Regions from separate parts of the Mus musculus genome. Here all the other regions are linked to region 2. Evidence: chromatin contacts called from public HiChIP or PLAC-seq data. All regions are on one chromosome and are shown on one strand. Each heading gives the region's core, a stretch centred on a gene start, on an enhancer-like site or on the middle of the called end of the contact. The rest is flanking DNA. Distances are from core to core; before and after follow the strand shown. Region 1 overlaps Ank3 (ankyrin 3, epithelial). Region 2 overlaps Ank3 (ankyrin 3, epithelial). Region 3 overlaps Ank3 (ankyrin 3, epithelial).

Region 1 (2,700 bases), core at 138-2,637, 170 kb after region 2:
CAGGACATAAAACCAATCAGTTGATGCTATACCTCGGCTGGTTGTTAGACTAGCGGCCATTAAAGGTTGAGCAGGTTTCAGCAACAGGGCCTGTTTCACTCACCCATTGCTGGGCTCCACCTGCAGAGGTGATTATGACTTGGGGGCCACAGCATGTACCACTCATAACAAGTGTTCCAAAGTTGCAACTCTCCCCAAGGACCTCAATTAGAGAGCAGCTACAGATAGAACAGTTACTCAATACAAGGGCTTACCTCTCGTGCCTAAGTTCTACCCAGACCCAACCCTGCTTAGCTTCCGAGATCATTCAGCATAGTATGGCCACAGACCAAAGCTCATTTCTCAAAATGAACATAGTATCGACTCTCAGTCAGTTCCTGACTGTGATCACAGACAACACTAACAACCACAACCACAACAACCATAACAACAAAATGCAATTCTCTCTTTTCTTCATCAGGGTGTCATTATGTAGCTGTGGATGACTTGAAGCCCAGTAAGTAGACCAGATTGGACTCAGACTCACAATGATCTCCCTGCTTCTGTCTACTAAGTCCTGGGATTAAAGGTGTGTGTCACCATGCCTGGTTAGAAGGTCTTAACAATTACTGTCTTATAATGTCCACAGACATCAGGGCACGTTCCTGATGTGTCGACATGAGCCAAGCAAAAGGAACACAACTGGGTTTGTGACCGTTCTGACCACATGTGGAGTCTGAGGAACCTACTGCTAACATGGAGATGAACCTCAGAAGATAAGCCCCACTCCTAAGAAAAGTCTGTCTGTCCCAGGCACTGTGAAAGCTATCAGCACTTCATCATCTTCTACGGTGACTAAGATAGAGAGGAAGAGGATATAAAGAAAAATGCCCCTTTGTCTCATAAAATCATTCTTAACTTTCAAAACAAATGGCAGACAGCCTCACTGCATACACACACATACCTTTCTCTCTCTCTCTCTCTCTCTCTCTCTCTCTCTATATATATATATATATATATATATATATATATATACACACATACATATATATATATATATACATGTATATATTCCTACAATTATCTTCTTCTCTCTTAAATTTTAAAGCAGAAAGCTTTTATTTCCTTGAAGGTTTTATCCTTGGTTGTTTTTTTTTTTTTTTCACCCAGTGTGTGGGAGCCACATTTGAGTCGAGAAGCCACCGGGTGCAGAGGAAGCCCTTACAGATATTTGGTGACTGTCCAAAGAAAGGATCAGAATATACTCTAGGAGCTGAGCAAAGCAGAATGGGTTCTTGTTGATTTCTTTGTTAGTCCCAAAATAGATCTATGTTTATTCGCTGGGAAAAAAATAGTTCTAGTATGATTCAAAGGCTCAGACACTAAGTGGTACATTTTCCAAGTGCTGTATATCTCCTTGGCTTCCATTAACATCTGTGGGAGTTTAACCCTTCTCGAGGCTAGGGAAATACAGTCTGCTCAGAGACCAAGATTATTTTGGCAGTGTGGAAGGAGATGAAAATGTCAGCACAGAGACTAACAGCAGAGAGTCTTCATAGACTGTCCTCTGAGGAGGGAAAAGAAGACCTTGTCATCTCTACTAATAAATGCTAATGGGAATTTCTCAGTGGCTCCAGTTCCTCATGAACACACCATTGACAGTAATTCCTCCCCAGCCCCTCCCACAATGTGGCCTGTGAGTCAGCTCTCCTTGTCATTTAAAACAATAATGGGCTTTTTGTCTGGTAGACTTATTGATTTTTAAGAAAGATCAGATTACTGGGTGTGACCACATATGCCTGTAAGTGCAGTCCTGTGGGGGCAGAGATTGGAGGACTGTTGGATCTTACTGACTGCCAGCCTAGCTCTAGGTTCAGTGAGAGACCCTGATCAAAAGAATAGGGTGGAGAGTGATAGCACCAGAAGTCCTCCTCTGACACACATACATACACATGAGCATGTGTGTATACATACTGCACATGTACACACTGCACATACCACAGTCACACAGTTCTGTCTATCATAGTCTCTCTGTCTATATTCATATGCTGTCACTCAAGCCAAGTGCCAAGTCTTCTCTTCCACAGACACAAAGCACAGTATTTATCTTACATCATGTTTTAAAAGAAGTATGAAATGAATAATGTCAGACTGTGTCTGCTAATTTGTAGAGATAATGCTCACCTTGCAGAGCTGGGCTGAGGTCTTTGGGTATAGGGAAAGAAAGTATCAGAGCCAAGAGCCCAAGGGATCAAATCGTACTTTCTCTGAGGTGCTTACAGAAACTTAGAGCCCATTAGCAGCAGATGCAATGATATCTGCCCCAAGCAACTGTTTCTCATGATAACTGGGACAGGACTGATACCCACCTGGAAACATCCAAGACTTAAACACTACATAACTAGTAAATGAAATGCTTTATTTCATCTAATTCTTACAAAAAAAAAAAAAAAAAAGGCCAGCAGAAGTGTTGGTTTTTCCATCTGTGGATCTGAGGAAAGGCTAGGGACACCAATTCTGAACAGCCAGCTCACATGGCTTTCATCTCTATAAGCCTTTCTCCATGGACTTCCCTGGCATAATTCCATTTATCTCCACAATCCTACGAAATCTACAACAATTATCCTTTGGCTGGTGAGAACACTGAAGGTTTCAGAGATGGGGAAACTTATCCACTTCATAGTCAACAGGAGCAGCCTAGACTTGACGCTGATATGCAGG
Region 2 (2,713 bases), core at 19-2,518:
GCTGCCCTGTGGGTGCTGGGAATTGAACCCAAGTCCTATGGAAGAATTGCCAGTGCTCTTCACCACTGAACCATCTCTCTGGCCCCAACAAGAGTGTTTAAGAGGAAGGCTTTGTTAGAGGTGCCTCTTCCAGTCCGACTATGGCACTTTTTACACTTAGCTGGGACTGTGTCTGCTGAGGTAGGGTCTGTGAGTGAGTCATTGGAAATCAGCTCTGGCTTTGCATACTAAGAGCTCTGGTTTGGAGCTGTCTCTCAAGGACAGTTTCAAGAAGGGGAATAGAAACTGTTGTTGGTTGTATTCCAGTAGATATTCACATACCCTGTATTCACATCCTTCTTTTCCTTGGTTTGACTCTTTTCTTCTTTCTTCTCGATACTCTTATCCTTTCTAGACTCTCCCATAGACCGTCCCTGAATTTTTCAGGGTGCAGCCCACACTCTGCCTGTGTGGACCCTTAAACTGAAAGCCAGTAGATTATGAGGACATGGGAGGATGATTCTAAAATATCATCTTGGTTAAGGCTCCACATATCCACCTAAGTCCTGTGAAGCACGGTTATCACTAATCTGAGTCTTGGGTTAATGGCTTTCTCATGATCCTCTGGGAAGGAGGAGGATGGTGGCTTCGAGGAACAGCTCCAATATCCACTCTCGCTACTCTACTTAACTGGCAGGCTTTCAGAAAAGGATATTCTGTCACCTCTTTGTGACGAGGTTTCCCATCTAACCCTTCATGAAGCAGAGCTTCCGGATGGGAAAGAGCTGAGGTGAAGCGTAGACTTGACTCTCCTACCATAATATATCTCCAACTAGTGTTATACACACTGACCCCTTTTATCTTGGGGTCCTCATTGGTAATATCATGGTCCTCATAGAGAATGAGGACCATGGGAAATTAGTAGTTTGCTTTGTAATATTGCCTACTTAACTGATAACGAGTGTCCAAGCTGGAGTCATGGCATCTCTAGCAGTTGACTCAGTCAGATTTTGGCATCATCTTTGCCTTGTGCGCATGTGCAAGTGGGAAGCCAGCAAAGACTACAACAAGGAATACATGCCCGCTTTGCACAGTGGGATCTCCTCCCCAGTGCCTGCTGGCTGCAATATCATCAGCCATTACACACATCACTCTAAGTGCTACTACGCAGAGGCTGGGTCGTTCCTTCAGGACCAGAGTCTCAGCTTTCACTGAATCTCATGTTCATGGCTCTGACTCACAACTAACATTCATTCCAAGGCCGTTACCAAACATGCTTAGCAAATATTTACTGACTGTGTCCAGCGCCATCCAGGCACAGAGGCGCTTCCCCAGGAGGCCACGGGGCTGCATGGCCATGCTGGTCATGTGACCAAGCTTTCTTTCTCATCTTTTTTTCTTCATATTATTCCTCTTTCTAGACCCTTAGTATCTCTTCAATAAAGCTTTGCTTGAGCGCTTTCCTTCATTACTGTTCTTTTACTTTCTAAATCACACATTTCTGCAAATCAGGACCGGCATTACATGATACATCAGAGATGGGCCGTAGTTGTAGGCGTCTATAGGCAAACATTTAAAAGCTTTTAAGAGGGGTTACGTAATTGTGATCTTTCCCACTTTCAAATGTAAGCTTTGTGAATCCTTCGCCCCCCTGATTGTCCTTCAGTGGCAGCTGCAGGTCAGAGCTCAGACTTGGTTCTGACCACAGAAAGGCTTCAAGTTGTGATTCCTAAGGGAACCTACCAAGGGTCACCCCAACGCCCTGATTCACCACCGAACACTCGGGACCAGAAAAACGTTGATTGTTTACATAAGGGCATCTAGAAAGCTTTAAGTTGATTTGTTGTTATGTTTTGCTTTGCTTTTTCAAGACAAGATTCTTTGTGTAGCGTTCCCTGGCTGTCCTGGAACTTGTTCTGTACACCAGGCTAGCCTCAAACTCAAGAGATCCACCTGCCTCTGCCTCCAGAGTGCTGGGATTAAAGGCGTGCACCATCACCATATAGCCTTCAGTTGTTTTTTGACTATGGTCAGGAGATTATTTGTAGCCATCGTTGTAACTTAAGTGTTAGATGCAGGACCCGTTAGAAAACCGTGCTTCCTTGGGCTAAAACGTTATTAGGATGTCTAGGACAGCTCAAACAAGCAGCCACCAGCAAACAGACTGGACTTTTCTTTAGAACCAACAAACCCTTTTTACTTTGGTCATGCGTTCTATAAAACTTGTTAAGGGAGGGTGAACTGCTTAACTGTTCATTCACTATTATATAGGTAAGATTTCTTTTTCACAGATTTTTGTTTTTCCCCTTTCCCAAGCATAACTGATTTCCTAAAACAAAAAAAAAAAAAAAAAAAGAATTTTTTTAAAAAGCACATTGTAGGCTAGCACAGCACAGCACAGCACAGCACAAATGTCAAAAAACAAAAACCAAACCAAAAAAAAAAAAAATGGGAATATGGGTTGGGGACAGGCAGAGTAACACTACAGAAGCGCCACATTTCTTACCTTATCTTGGGACTATTTTAAGGTATTTTTAGAAAAAAAAAAAGTAAAACCAAGAGAAAAGGAATGTAAAAATAAAATAAAATCAGACAGGGAAAAAAAGAAAAAAAACAAATGTTATAGTTGAATGAATCATACAGTGAATGTCCCTTTAAATGTTACATTCAGGATAATTGACTTGATAATGCTTCAATGATATGCTTTAGAAACATTAAATTATTAATAATTTAA
Region 3 (2,700 bases), core at 52-2,551, 210 kb after region 2:
TGGGTGTAAAATGATAAGACTGTGCCTTCTATCTCGGAAGAGGGACCCTTAATTGAGAAAATGTCTCCATAAGATTTGCCTGTAGGCAAGTCTGTAGGGTATGATGTTAATTACTGATTGATGTGGCAGGGAGGACCCAGCCCACTGAGGGTGATCCCGTTCCTGGGCAGGTGGTCCTAGATGGTGTACAGAAGCAAGCCAGACAAGTGTTGGGGAGCAAGCCTGTAAGCAGCACTCCTCCATGGCTTCTGCTTTAGTTCCTGCCTCCAGGTTCCTGCCTTGAGTTCCCCACCTGACTTCCCTCACTTATGGACATTGACTCGAGGGTTGTTAAGAGGAAACCTGAGTTGCTCTGGACCACGCAGCAACAGACACTTGACTAAAACAGAAGCCGTAGAGCATAGTAACTTAGGAATTTGGCAGAAGGGGTTAGGCTGATGAAGATAGCCCACAGATTCCTACGAGTTCTGGAGGTAGGCATGATGCAGGACAGAACATTCATTCTCCCTTCAGTTCGCAATGAGCACAAAACTGCTACATTAACTCAACTGTGGCCATTATACAGGACGTGGAAAACTGGTAATGACCCCTATACATGTAAATATGCATCTGCAAATGTATGTACACACACATATGCATTACATGTCTTGTAGACAGTGAAGGGTCACACAGCCCGAGGAGCTACCTTTCGCCAAATAAATACATCAACAGAAATCTGGCTCAATTTGCAAAATGAAGGCCACTTGTTCAGGGAATCGTTTGCCTGTAAACACAGTTGTTTTTTTTTTTTTTTTTAAATGTTGATTTCTGTGTAGGGGATGTGCCATAGCACATTTGTGTAGATCAAAGGACAACTTGAGGGAGTCAGTTTTCTCTTCTTCTGTTGTCAGGCTTGGGGACAAGTGCCTTTACCCGCCAAGCCATCTTGCCAGTCCCTGTGCATATGGTTCTTGAGCCCTCTTGAATGTTTACGTAGGTGACCATGCAGACACGGAGAAACTAATTAGCACTGGTGTTAATGAATGCAAAGTGTAGTTAACACAGGAGTCTTTGGGAGCAGTTCTCAGAATGGTGGATTTAACTTCCAGACGGTCGAGGGAAGAGTGTCCGAAGAGCTAACCTGAGGCACTCAAATGCTATGTGGGGGTCAGTGATGTATTTATACAATGCCATTCACCAGTCAATTCAGTGAGTAATATCAGTGAGTAATAACAACTGTTTATGAGCTGCAGAAGAGCTCAGAGGCATTCTCGGGTTTTCTTAGAGCTCCTCCCCCTTTCTCTTTGGCTGTAGCTGCTCAGTTCCACTTAAGACCATGTGACAGGAAAAGAGGCTGGGAACCTTGCTAAGCAGCTCCCCGGATTCCAGGAAGCTGGCAACATGAGCTGCCTTATGGTGTCTCTACTAAAATAACAAATATCCCTGTTGATCAATATGGGAACTAACACCCAGAGAGGTGCTGTTCCAGGCCTCGTCACCAATCGATAGCAGCTTCACTGTGAACTAACATTCAGCCTTGGTCACAGTGAGTGATACTCATCCCCCAGTCCCACACCTCTCTCTATACCACCCGTTTTACATGCCTTATTAATGTCCTGATCCTCTTAAAATTAACCATGCTTTCAGGCGTTCAACTGTATGGACTTCTGGTTTTATTCTGTGTGTGTGTGTGTGTGTGTGTGTGTGTGTGTGTGAGAGAGAGAGAGAGAGAGAGAGAGAGAGAGAGAGAGTATGAGCACATGTGTTCTACAGTGTGGAGGTCAGGGAACAACCATGGGTACCTCTCCTTTCACCTTCCTTAAGTCACAGTCTCTTCTTCCCCAACTGCATATGCTACACTAACTGGCCTGAATTACTGGGGTTCTTGTTTCTCTCTTCCATCCCCTTGAGAGAGTGCTAGGTGCATTCTGGGGATAGAAACTCAGCTTCTTCCTCTTGTGAGGCAAGCACTTGGCCCACTGAACCTTCTCCCTTGTCCTTCTTAGACTTCTTACAAAACTACATTTCACCAGGATAAAAATACTACTGTTTGGATGACTGAAGTTGCAGGGTCTGTAGAGACATCTCCATGCAGGTAACAAATGTATCTATATTTCTACCTTTAGGACCTAGAACATTCTGGACTAATTTCCTTCCTACTGCCCCCATGGCCTGCTCCACGCCCCCTCTCCCTCCCTCTCTCCATTCCTCCACCCGTCCTTCCTCTCTCTCATTCTTTATTATGTGGTCCACACGGCAGATTCCCCAACAGCTCAACATCTTCCAAGAATCCGACAGGGCCCAGAATAAAACCCTGACTATGTGCTGAAGATTCAAAGTAGGCTTCTACTGCTTTGCTCTCTTTTAATGTATACAAACCAGAAGAATTCCAATTTGAGCAAAACTACAAGGAGCTATTGGTTTTCAAAAGTTCTCTCTCAAGGCAAATGCCTTTTCAGAATGAAATTAACACAACATCGTGACATATACAGGCATTCCCCTTTCATGTTGAATCAACACATCAACATCTATAAATAAACACTCTTCAGTGACTAGAGTCCACTTAAACACTACTTTAAACGTATAACTGCATTATCTGAAAGGGCAGTTGTTTATACAACTCTAGGCCTTTGCATCCAAACATCAAGGACTAATAAAAATTTCAACTCCTAAGTCATTTAACTTTTAGTTTCTCAAAAAGGGATCATTATTTTCTTGATG

What was found. HiChIP or PLAC-seq counts read pairs in DNA pulled down with a chosen protein or histone mark.
Region 1: a FOXA1 HiChIP or PLAC-seq map of pancreatic cancer cells shows a contact between it and region 2. The contact joins two enhancer-like sites. A contact is called at or near these places in 1 of 115 datasets of contacts at active chromatin or transcription factors (pancreatic cancer cells) and 1 of 9 other capture datasets (adipose tissue).
Region 3: a contact with region 2 is called in an HNF4G HiChIP or PLAC-seq map of pancreatic cancer cells. The contact joins two enhancer-like sites. A contact is called at or near these places in 1 of 15 datasets of contacts at CTCF or cohesin (the NIH/3T3 cell line), 1 of 115 datasets of contacts at active chromatin or transcription factors (pancreatic cancer cells) and 1 of 9 other capture datasets (liver).

What each region holds. Positions count from the first base shown.
Region 1 is chr10:69,756,113-69,758,812 of GRCm38.p6, reverse strand. The region is part of intron 1 of Ank3 (ankyrin 3, epithelial); the gene reads right to left. Among named protein-coding and RNA genes, the nearest start is that of Gm33416, 110 kb to the left of the region's middle. Within about 2 kb of position 1,387, at least 53 of the 459 cell types and tissues checked have an H3K27ac peak or open chromatin away from gene starts, as enhancers often do. A contact at or near this core is called in pancreatic cancer cells, where this site is marked.
Region 2 is chr10:69,929,231-69,931,943 of GRCm38.p6, reverse strand. The region is part of intron 25 of Ank3 (ankyrin 3, epithelial); the gene reads right to left. Among named protein-coding and RNA genes, the nearest start is that of Gm33361, 9.1 kb to the right of the region's middle. Within about 2 kb of position 1,268, at least 29 of the 459 cell types and tissues checked have an H3K27ac peak or open chromatin away from gene starts, as enhancers often do. A contact at or near this core is called in pancreatic cancer cells, where this site is marked.
Region 3 is chr10:69,715,717-69,718,416 of GRCm38.p6, reverse strand. All of the region lies in intron 1 of Ank3 (ankyrin 3, epithelial), which reads right to left. Among named protein-coding and RNA genes, the nearest start is that of Gm33416, 150 kb to the left of the region's middle. Within about 2 kb of position 1,301, at least 14 of the 459 cell types and tissues checked have an H3K27ac peak or open chromatin away from gene starts, as enhancers often do. A contact at or near this core is called in pancreatic cancer cells, where this site is marked.